Regions from separate parts of the Mus musculus genome. Here region 1 is linked to region 2. The links are chromatin contacts, called in public HiChIP or PLAC-seq maps. All regions are on one chromosome and are shown on one strand. The core of a region is the stretch at or near the end of the contact, and the rest is flanking DNA. Distances in the headings are between cores, read along the strand shown.

Evidence for each region. HiChIP or PLAC-seq counts read pairs in DNA pulled down with a chosen protein or histone mark.
Region 1: a contact with region 2 is called in an H3K4me3 HiChIP or PLAC-seq map of embryonic basal ganglia, with 5 times the contacts expected there. The contact joins the promoter of Tmem179 here to the promoter of Aspg in region 2. A contact is called at or near these places in 12 of 39 promoter capture datasets (the C10 cell line, the HPC-7 cell line, HPC-7-derived erythroid cells and 9 more), 1 of 15 datasets of contacts at CTCF or cohesin (large pre-B cells), 1 of 484 Hi-C or Micro-C datasets (bone marrow-derived macrophages), 17 of 115 datasets of contacts at active chromatin or transcription factors (the NIH/3T3 cell line, SST interneurons, VIP interneurons and 12 more) and 4 of 9 other capture datasets (adipose tissue, embryonic stem cells, liver and 1 more).

The regions. Positions count from the first base shown.
Region 1 is chr12:112,508,782-112,512,497 of GRCm38.p6, reverse strand. It overlaps Tmem179 (transmembrane protein 179), which reads left to right and starts at 1,338. Exons shown (of 4, transcript NM_178915.3): 1 at 1,338-1,754. The coding sequence starts at 1,450.
Region 2 is chr12:112,104,607-112,108,351 of GRCm38.p6, reverse strand. Aspg (asparaginase) reads right to left here and starts at 1,669. Exons shown (of 15, transcript NM_001081169.1): 1 at 1,379-1,669. The coding sequence starts at 1,460.

The DNA.
Region 1 (3,716 bases), core at 89-2,588, 400 kb before region 2:
AGAAGACAAGTCACAAATCAATGAGCTGTCTTTCCGTGTGTAAAAACCAACCAGATTGAAAGCCCTGCTCAGGAGAAGGGTCTGCAGAGTTGATGTGTGGACTATCTTCACGATATTGCCAGAGACCAGTTTGGCGACTCCTGCCAACACCACTTGAAGTGTTCGTACCTCATGACCCAGTCATTCTTCTCCTAAGACTTTCATAGAGACTCATGTGCTGCCTGCACAGCTGGCACAGCCGCAGAAAAAGACACCAGGATGTCACACAGCAGAGCCGGAAACAACAGACACTGGAGACGCTCAATGTCCCCCCAGAGAGGGATAGTCACACACAACAGTCAATGTTACGGAATGTTACACAATAACTAGAAAGAAGACCACGGGCTTGCTTGTGCAGACAGGGAATAATGCATACTGTTGGATGACTGAATTGCCTGTAGACACAGGCATAGTATGAAACATTTTTGAAAATTGTGTGTGCGTGGTGCAAAATGTCTGGATGGGTAGACATCAGGTTGTCACGAGTAGTAACGATGTGCCGGAGTGGAGGGAAGAGGAAGAAACTTGGTGTCTTTGTATCACACATATTCCTCATTGTAATTAAAAAAAAAAACAAGCCCATATTACTTTGGCAATAAAACAAAAGGAATTTTTAGTGCCTGAAGCCAAAAATAATGCTGATGTAATCTATATCCAGAAGGATGTCTCTAGGGCTTACTCATCTGGGAATTGGACTAACGGTTACTTGGTATTAAGGGAAACTAGAAAAGTCATTAATTCTATTAATTAATGCACCACCAGCTCCATCACAGCAAAGAGGTCTTAATGAGGTGCCCAGGGCAACCATTATTTATCTTACAAACGCGGAGTGGAGGGCTCTACTGTGGGGCTGAGGGCATGGTTCTCGGAGCACAAACAGATCACGAGTCTGCTCCCGCCTAGGAATACTTGAACCCTTCCTCTTTTCTATCCTCACACCTACCGACCCGACTCTCTGCCTCCCTCCTCCATTCGCTTTAAAGACAAAGGCCCTGGCAAAGGAGTCTGAACTGCACATAGGACTCCATCCTTCTCCTCCTTAGCCTTTCGCTGCTGGTACCCTTCCTGACAGAGTCGGGTTTCCCCAAGCTGACTTAGTAATGCTCACGACCCCTGCCAGGTTTCCATGGCACGTCTCCACCAATGCAGTCTGTCTAGTGTAGTGCTCTGTCTACCTATCCTGCAGCCGCGGGAACTGTCCGCGGTACTGACCGCAGGCGCGCCCCACGCTCGGCCTGTGCGCACGCGTCTGCGCGCAACGCGAGAGACCCGCGGGCGCCGTCATTGCGCAGCCTCCCACGCGGCTCGGGACCGGCCTGCGCGGCGCCGGAGACTCGCGGCCCGGCTTCTGGAGCGATCGCGTCCCTGTCCGGTGGCCTCGCCAGCGGCTCCTCTCATCCTGGCACCACCATGGCGCTCAACAATTTCCTCTTCGCGCAGTGCGTCTGTTACTTTCTGGCCTTCTTGTTCAGCTTCGTGGTGGTGGTGCCATTGTCCGAGAACGGCCACGACTTTCGTGGCCGCTGCCTACTCTTTACCGAGGGTATGTGGCTGAGTGCCAACCTGACGATGCAGGGGCGGGAGCGCTTCACTGTGCAGGAGTGGGGCCCACCGGCTGCCTGCCGCTTCAGCCTGCTCGCCAGCCTCCTGTCACTGCTGCTGGCTGCTGCGCACGCATGGCGCACGCTCTTCTTCCTCTGCAAGGGACACGAGGGGTAAGTTTAGGCCTTTCAGCAGCCCAGCGCAAACTGATGCAACACTCACACGGTTCCTGGCACCTATCAGGCTCTCCTCTCCGGGGCCATGAGCCCCTCCACCTCTCTTGCTGCAGAGGCCTGCAAGTGTCAACACTTTCAGCCTCATTATTTTAAGCAGACTGCCCTTTGTTTACACACAGGCCCAGCGGCTATGAGGCTGTCTGTCCGACCCACATGATCTCTTTCTATTCCCAAGGGATGCATCACTCCGAATTCTCAGTCCTGACCCCTTGGAGCACAGATGTTGCACTGTCATGGCTGCATGTCTGGGCTCTCTTGTTAAGCTAGGCCACACTCCTCGGGACCTGGGACCATTTGCAGTAGTCTTGGGCCTGCACCCCTTTCCTGTGAGTGGGGGAAGGGACTACACTTTGGAAAGAGCGGGTAGTCTTCTATTTTTGCTACTCCTCTTGGGAAAAGATGGCAGAGGATGTCTGTAGAGCTCCTTAAGCTCCCCTTAAGCTGGAGGCATGTACAGTGTGTGTGTGTGTGTGTGTGTGTGTGTGTGTGTGTGTGTGTGTGTGTGTATGTGTGTCTCTCTGTGTGTACTCTGTGTGTGCCTTTATGTGTGTGTGTACTCTGTGTGTATACTGTGCATGTGTCTATATGTCTGTCTGTGTGTGTGTGTGTGTGTGTGTGTGTGGTGGGTGAGTAGGATCTCCTTTGTGTTCCCTGTACCTCCCGAGTTTCTTCACCCTTTTTTTCTTTGTCACCTGTCTGAAGCCAGTAGAATGTGGTCACTTGGTGTCCTCAGCCAACAACAATCAAGAGCCCACCCTCTCCCTGGCTGAGGCTTCCTGGGTCCTGGAATACCAATGCTCCTGCAATAGAGAGTGAATTCCCACGTCCAGCCCTCCCCATCCATGTTTTTAGTTGCTCCCTTGCAAGGAGGTGGGTGACAAGCACGGGTCTCTGAGAACACAAGGATGTAGGAGGCTGGGTGAAGGGGGTTCTTGCTAGTACCACAGATGAAGAACATGAAACAGTTAACGCTCTCACCACAGTAGAGGCCGAGAGTCCAGAATCGAAGTGTCCTTAGAGTTAGAACTAGAGAAGCTCTTTCCTACGCGTCTATTCCTGCTGGCTCTAGCCTCCTGTGTGTTCCAGCCTCTGCCCCTGTTCTTGAATATCCTCTTGCCAGTCTCTGATACTGCTTTTCCTGAGAGAAGATCAAGCAACCATATCCACAGGTAGCAAGGTTAGGACTTGGAAGAGATGCAGTTCAACTCACTATGGTCAGGTTTTGATGGGAGTCTGTTGGAAGCCAGGAGTGGTCCTAAGAGCCTCCAGGTAATGTGGACCAAACTTGGCTGGGAGGATGAGACTCTTCCGTAGGACAGAGTCTTGTCCCTCCTGAGGAGCATTCCTTGACACCAGTCTTTCATTGTTCATATGAATTTGAGAGCTTTTGTCCACAAACTGGGAGTCACCTCACTGTGTGCAGATTGAGGCAGGAGGGAGCACCCTGAGACAGGTGACATGGCGGTGGTCAGTGGGAAGATAGCCTGATCTGACTCCTCTGGCCTTCGGGGCTTTCCTGTAGGAGAGGCAGCCTCATGGCGGACATGGTCTAGCCAGGTTGACCCAAGGGAAGTTCCCTAGGGAGGACCCATGTGTGTGGTCCGTGTATGGGACCACCAGAGGCTGGGGCACCAGGGGCCATGAAGAGCCCCTGCGCTTGCAGGTGGGGATCTTGTTTACACAGGGATGACTGTTCTGCACGAGTCAGGCTACAGACCCAGGCCGTACCAGCATCACGAGGCCTGCAGTTTCCAGCTACCCAGGGCTCCTTTGGGTGTTTGCCCTCCGGCGGAATGGTCCAGGCTGATTGTCTGCTATGCTAAATGGGCTCTGGCTGCCAAGGCATAGAGGTGCAGAGAGAACGATGCCTTCTATCACATACTCAGCCAAGACCTGTGG
Region 2 (3,745 bases), core at 420-2,919:
GAAACCCTGTCTCGGAAAAAAAAAAAAAAGTGGAAAGGGTCAGAAGCTGTAGGCCGTGGGATCCCATGAGGGCCTGGGATGGGTTTCTGGATAAGCTGGTCTGGGGAGCAGAGCCCTCAGCTTAGAACCGTACTGTCCTGGGGTCTGAAGCCTGCTGCCATTTTGATCTCCTTGGGTGGTGTGTCTGCCACCCTGAGGAAGGAGCTTCTAAACCAGGCAGATGCCTGTTGGCCTCCGTCTCTTCCCAGGGCTTGCATATCCCCGGGGGGTTCGTAAGGGGCCTAGAAGACCTTCACCCATCTGAAAACCCACACCTTACTGACCTGGGCCTTCAAGGATTCATTGCACTTTCCTGACCCATCATGTTCTTCCACTGTAGCACACACGGGGACATCCAAGGGGCACGAGGCACAGTGTCACCACAGGTGGGACTGTGCGCAGAGTCCACTGGTCCCTTAGCTTGGGCCACACCAATTAGGTTCAACAGGACTGAAGTCGCCCAAGTGTCAAGCCGAGAGGGGAAGAGTCCAGGTGGGACAAGGTCCCGGTGCATAGGGCCAGTCCCTGTTCTAGGCAGTTCTGAAGCCTCCTCTCTAAGCTGTGTGCTGGGTTCCTCTCTCCTTTCCTCACACTGCACGTCCTGGTCTGGCCACACTTCTTCCTCAGCCCAGCAGCCACTCCTTCCAGGAGCCTGTGTTCTCAAAGGAGCCCTCAGAGAGTGGCCCCACTACAACCCAACAGCACACACGGTGCCCACTGCAGTAACTGACCCGCTAGCGTTCAGCTTCTTAATGGGTGCTGTTGCTTTGTCATCAGTCCAGTGAAGGCTAAGCAAATTGGCCACGACCTCACCTGCTAGTGGGGTGTCCCCGGGGGGCATTCCCCAGGTTGTCTCGACCAGAGGCAGCAGAATGTGTCAGAGGACAGACTTCCAAGCCCCTGACCCTGGTGCCCAAGCTCCTTGAGCAACCAGCTTGGCCCTCAGTTTAGGAAAACTAAAGGTTCTCTGCAGGGAGAGAGCAGGCAAGCAGCTCTGCCTGAGGCAGTGTTAGTCCCTCAGAGGAAGCTAGCTCACCCTAAGGGCTTTCATAGGCTAGAAGGTGTGGAATGTTCCAGCATCCTTCCCAGCGCCCCAGGCACAGAACAGAGCAGCCTTCCATGGTCCCTCCTCCCCCCATGAGTCTCATGGCTTCAGGGATAGATAACTTCAGGTCAGGAACATTTACTCTGCCCCTCACCCTTTCTAGGGCCGGGGCTCCAGCCACCAGAGCTCCCAGAGGAGAAAGGGTCCTTTCTCCCCTTTCAAGAGACAGCCCCAGAGTTCCCAGTGGCCCAGCCCTGAGGTTGTTCTGCTTAGGGCGTGGGGACACAGACTTACCTCCGCCTTCGCTCCGCATGCCGATGGTGCCGCCAGTGTAAATGGCCAGCAGCCGCCGCTCTGGTCCCATAGCACGCGCCATGGCTGAGACAGCTGGCTCCTCAGTGGGGACAGAGCCAAAGGGAAAACAAGACCGGGAAGCGGAGGGGACTGCAGGGTGGGGCTTACTGGAGGTCTGGGGCTCCTCTGGTTGGTGGGAATTGAAGATCCAAGGTAGGCTGGACCTCGGGGTGTGGAGGAGGAGTCACCTTCAAAGTAGAGAGCGGGACACTTGGACTCTTGTAAAGGGCAGGAAGAATGTCTGCTAGGGATGGGCTGAGACCATAGGAGGGTGGGGCCTCAAAAAGGGGCGGGTTTTCTGGGTTTGCCTTACCTAACTCAGGCCAGGGACCTCCAGAATGCCCAGTCAGGGCCACTCTCCAGTCCCAGTCTAGACACTCTCCACAAACTCCTTGAGTCTCTGAGGGTCCGGTCTCACTTGTGATCTAGAGGCACCAGGAGGGCAGGGAAATGCAGGAGCAGGGTCTTAAGAGCTAGGAGATCCTGATGCAGAGATAGCACACCTACTGTGTTCCTGAACTTGGAGCAGACCCAGCCCTTCAGAGGGAACTGAGCACCATCTCCAGAAATGTCCCCTCCCCAGAAATGTCCCCTCCAGACTACTTTAGGCAAAGGTGGGGCTGTCTCAAAAGGGATGGTGGGCAGCGATCCCCTGCCCTGATTACTTGCTGGGAGCTCAGGCCCAGAGGTTGAGAGTTAAAGATCTCAGTGGCACAGGTTCAGAGCCTAATTGAACCTCGTGGGGTGGGGGTGGGGGTGGGGACATGATGTTTTGCTATGTCTTTAGTCTCTCTGTTTTTTGAACACCCAAATCCAACCTATAATAGCACCCCTGGAGACCCTACTTATCCCCTTGTGCATCTCCTTCAATACTGATCTGTCACCCAGGACAGACCCCACCCTGTTAACACAATTTGACTTACAAACCCAGAATACCAAGTCTGACTAGGAGCAGGCCATCTCTGCTGATATCCCAGCTCAGAAGCTAAAGCCACGAAGGAACCAGGAGGAGTCAGCGGTCAAGTTCTTGTTCAGGGAACTCAGCTCTTGTTCTTCTTGAGTTTGCCCTCCAGAGACAGGATGGCAAGGGGTTAAATGCTATGGTGGGGACAGTAGCGGCTGTAAACAGGGCACAAAGAAGGTGATAGTGCTTCCACAGGTGACCAAGGTCTCCGTGTAGAGCTGCCATGGTGACAGAGTCAGGGCAGAATGGGACAAACATGTCAGGCAGTATGAGCAGGTACCCAGGTCTAAGGCTAGAACAACACTGGCTGGTATTTGCCAACTTGACACAAGCTAGTCATTTGGGAAGAGGGAACCTCAACTGAGAAAAGGCTTCCATACAACTGGTGTGGGAGGGGCCACCCACCGTGGGTAGTACCACTCTTAGGCAGGAGGTCCTGGGGGTACATAAGAAAGCAGGTTGAGAAAGCCATGAGGAGCAAGCCTGTAAGCAGCACTCCTCCATAGCTTCTGCGTCAGTTCCTGCCTCCAGGATCCTGCCTTGTGGCAGTCTAAGTTGTGGAAGCATAAGCCAAATTAACCCTTTCCTCCCTAGTTACCTTAGGGCATGGTGTTTCTCACAGCAATAGAAGCTCTAACTTAAAACACAAGAGCACTCACGGGGTGGGGTCACTGGCTCAGGAGGGAGACCAGGGGACACTTGAGATCCTTACAGTGAACAGCCTGCAGGGTGCATAAGCTGGTTTGTCCTAACCCGACCTCTGCTACCAGATGCAAGGACGAGTGGAAGACAGGTGGGCATCGGGGAGTGGGGGACACTGCGTGTAGGCGGAGGACCATGGTGTTGAGAGGGAGGTGAGCAGCGAGCCTGTCGGGAATGTGTGTCGTGCTGAAGCTTGGCGTGGGAGGCAAACGCTAGCTCTCTTGTCAACTGTTTTCCACACTGTGACAAGAAAGTAAAGAACATCAACTTACAAGGAAGAAGGAAGATCAGCCAGCATGGTGGTGCACACTTGCAACCCCAGCGCTCAGAAAGCTGAGGAAGGAAGGCCAAGCCAGGCTACATAAATGGGACCCTGTCTCAACAAAACCAAACTGACATGTGCATCTCTACACTGGGGGTGGGGAGCAGAGGCAGGCTGGTCTCTTGTGAGTTCAAGGCCAGCCTGTTGTGTAGAGGAATTTTAATCCAGCAAGGCTGCTCTGGCAAAGGAGTCATATCCAAAGACCTTCTAGCTCTGTGTGACTTGGCTAGTTTACTGACAGGCCTTTAATCCCAGGAGATAGAGGCAAGTAGATCTCTGAGTTCAAGGCTGACCTGGTTGGTATAGAGCAAGTTTTAGG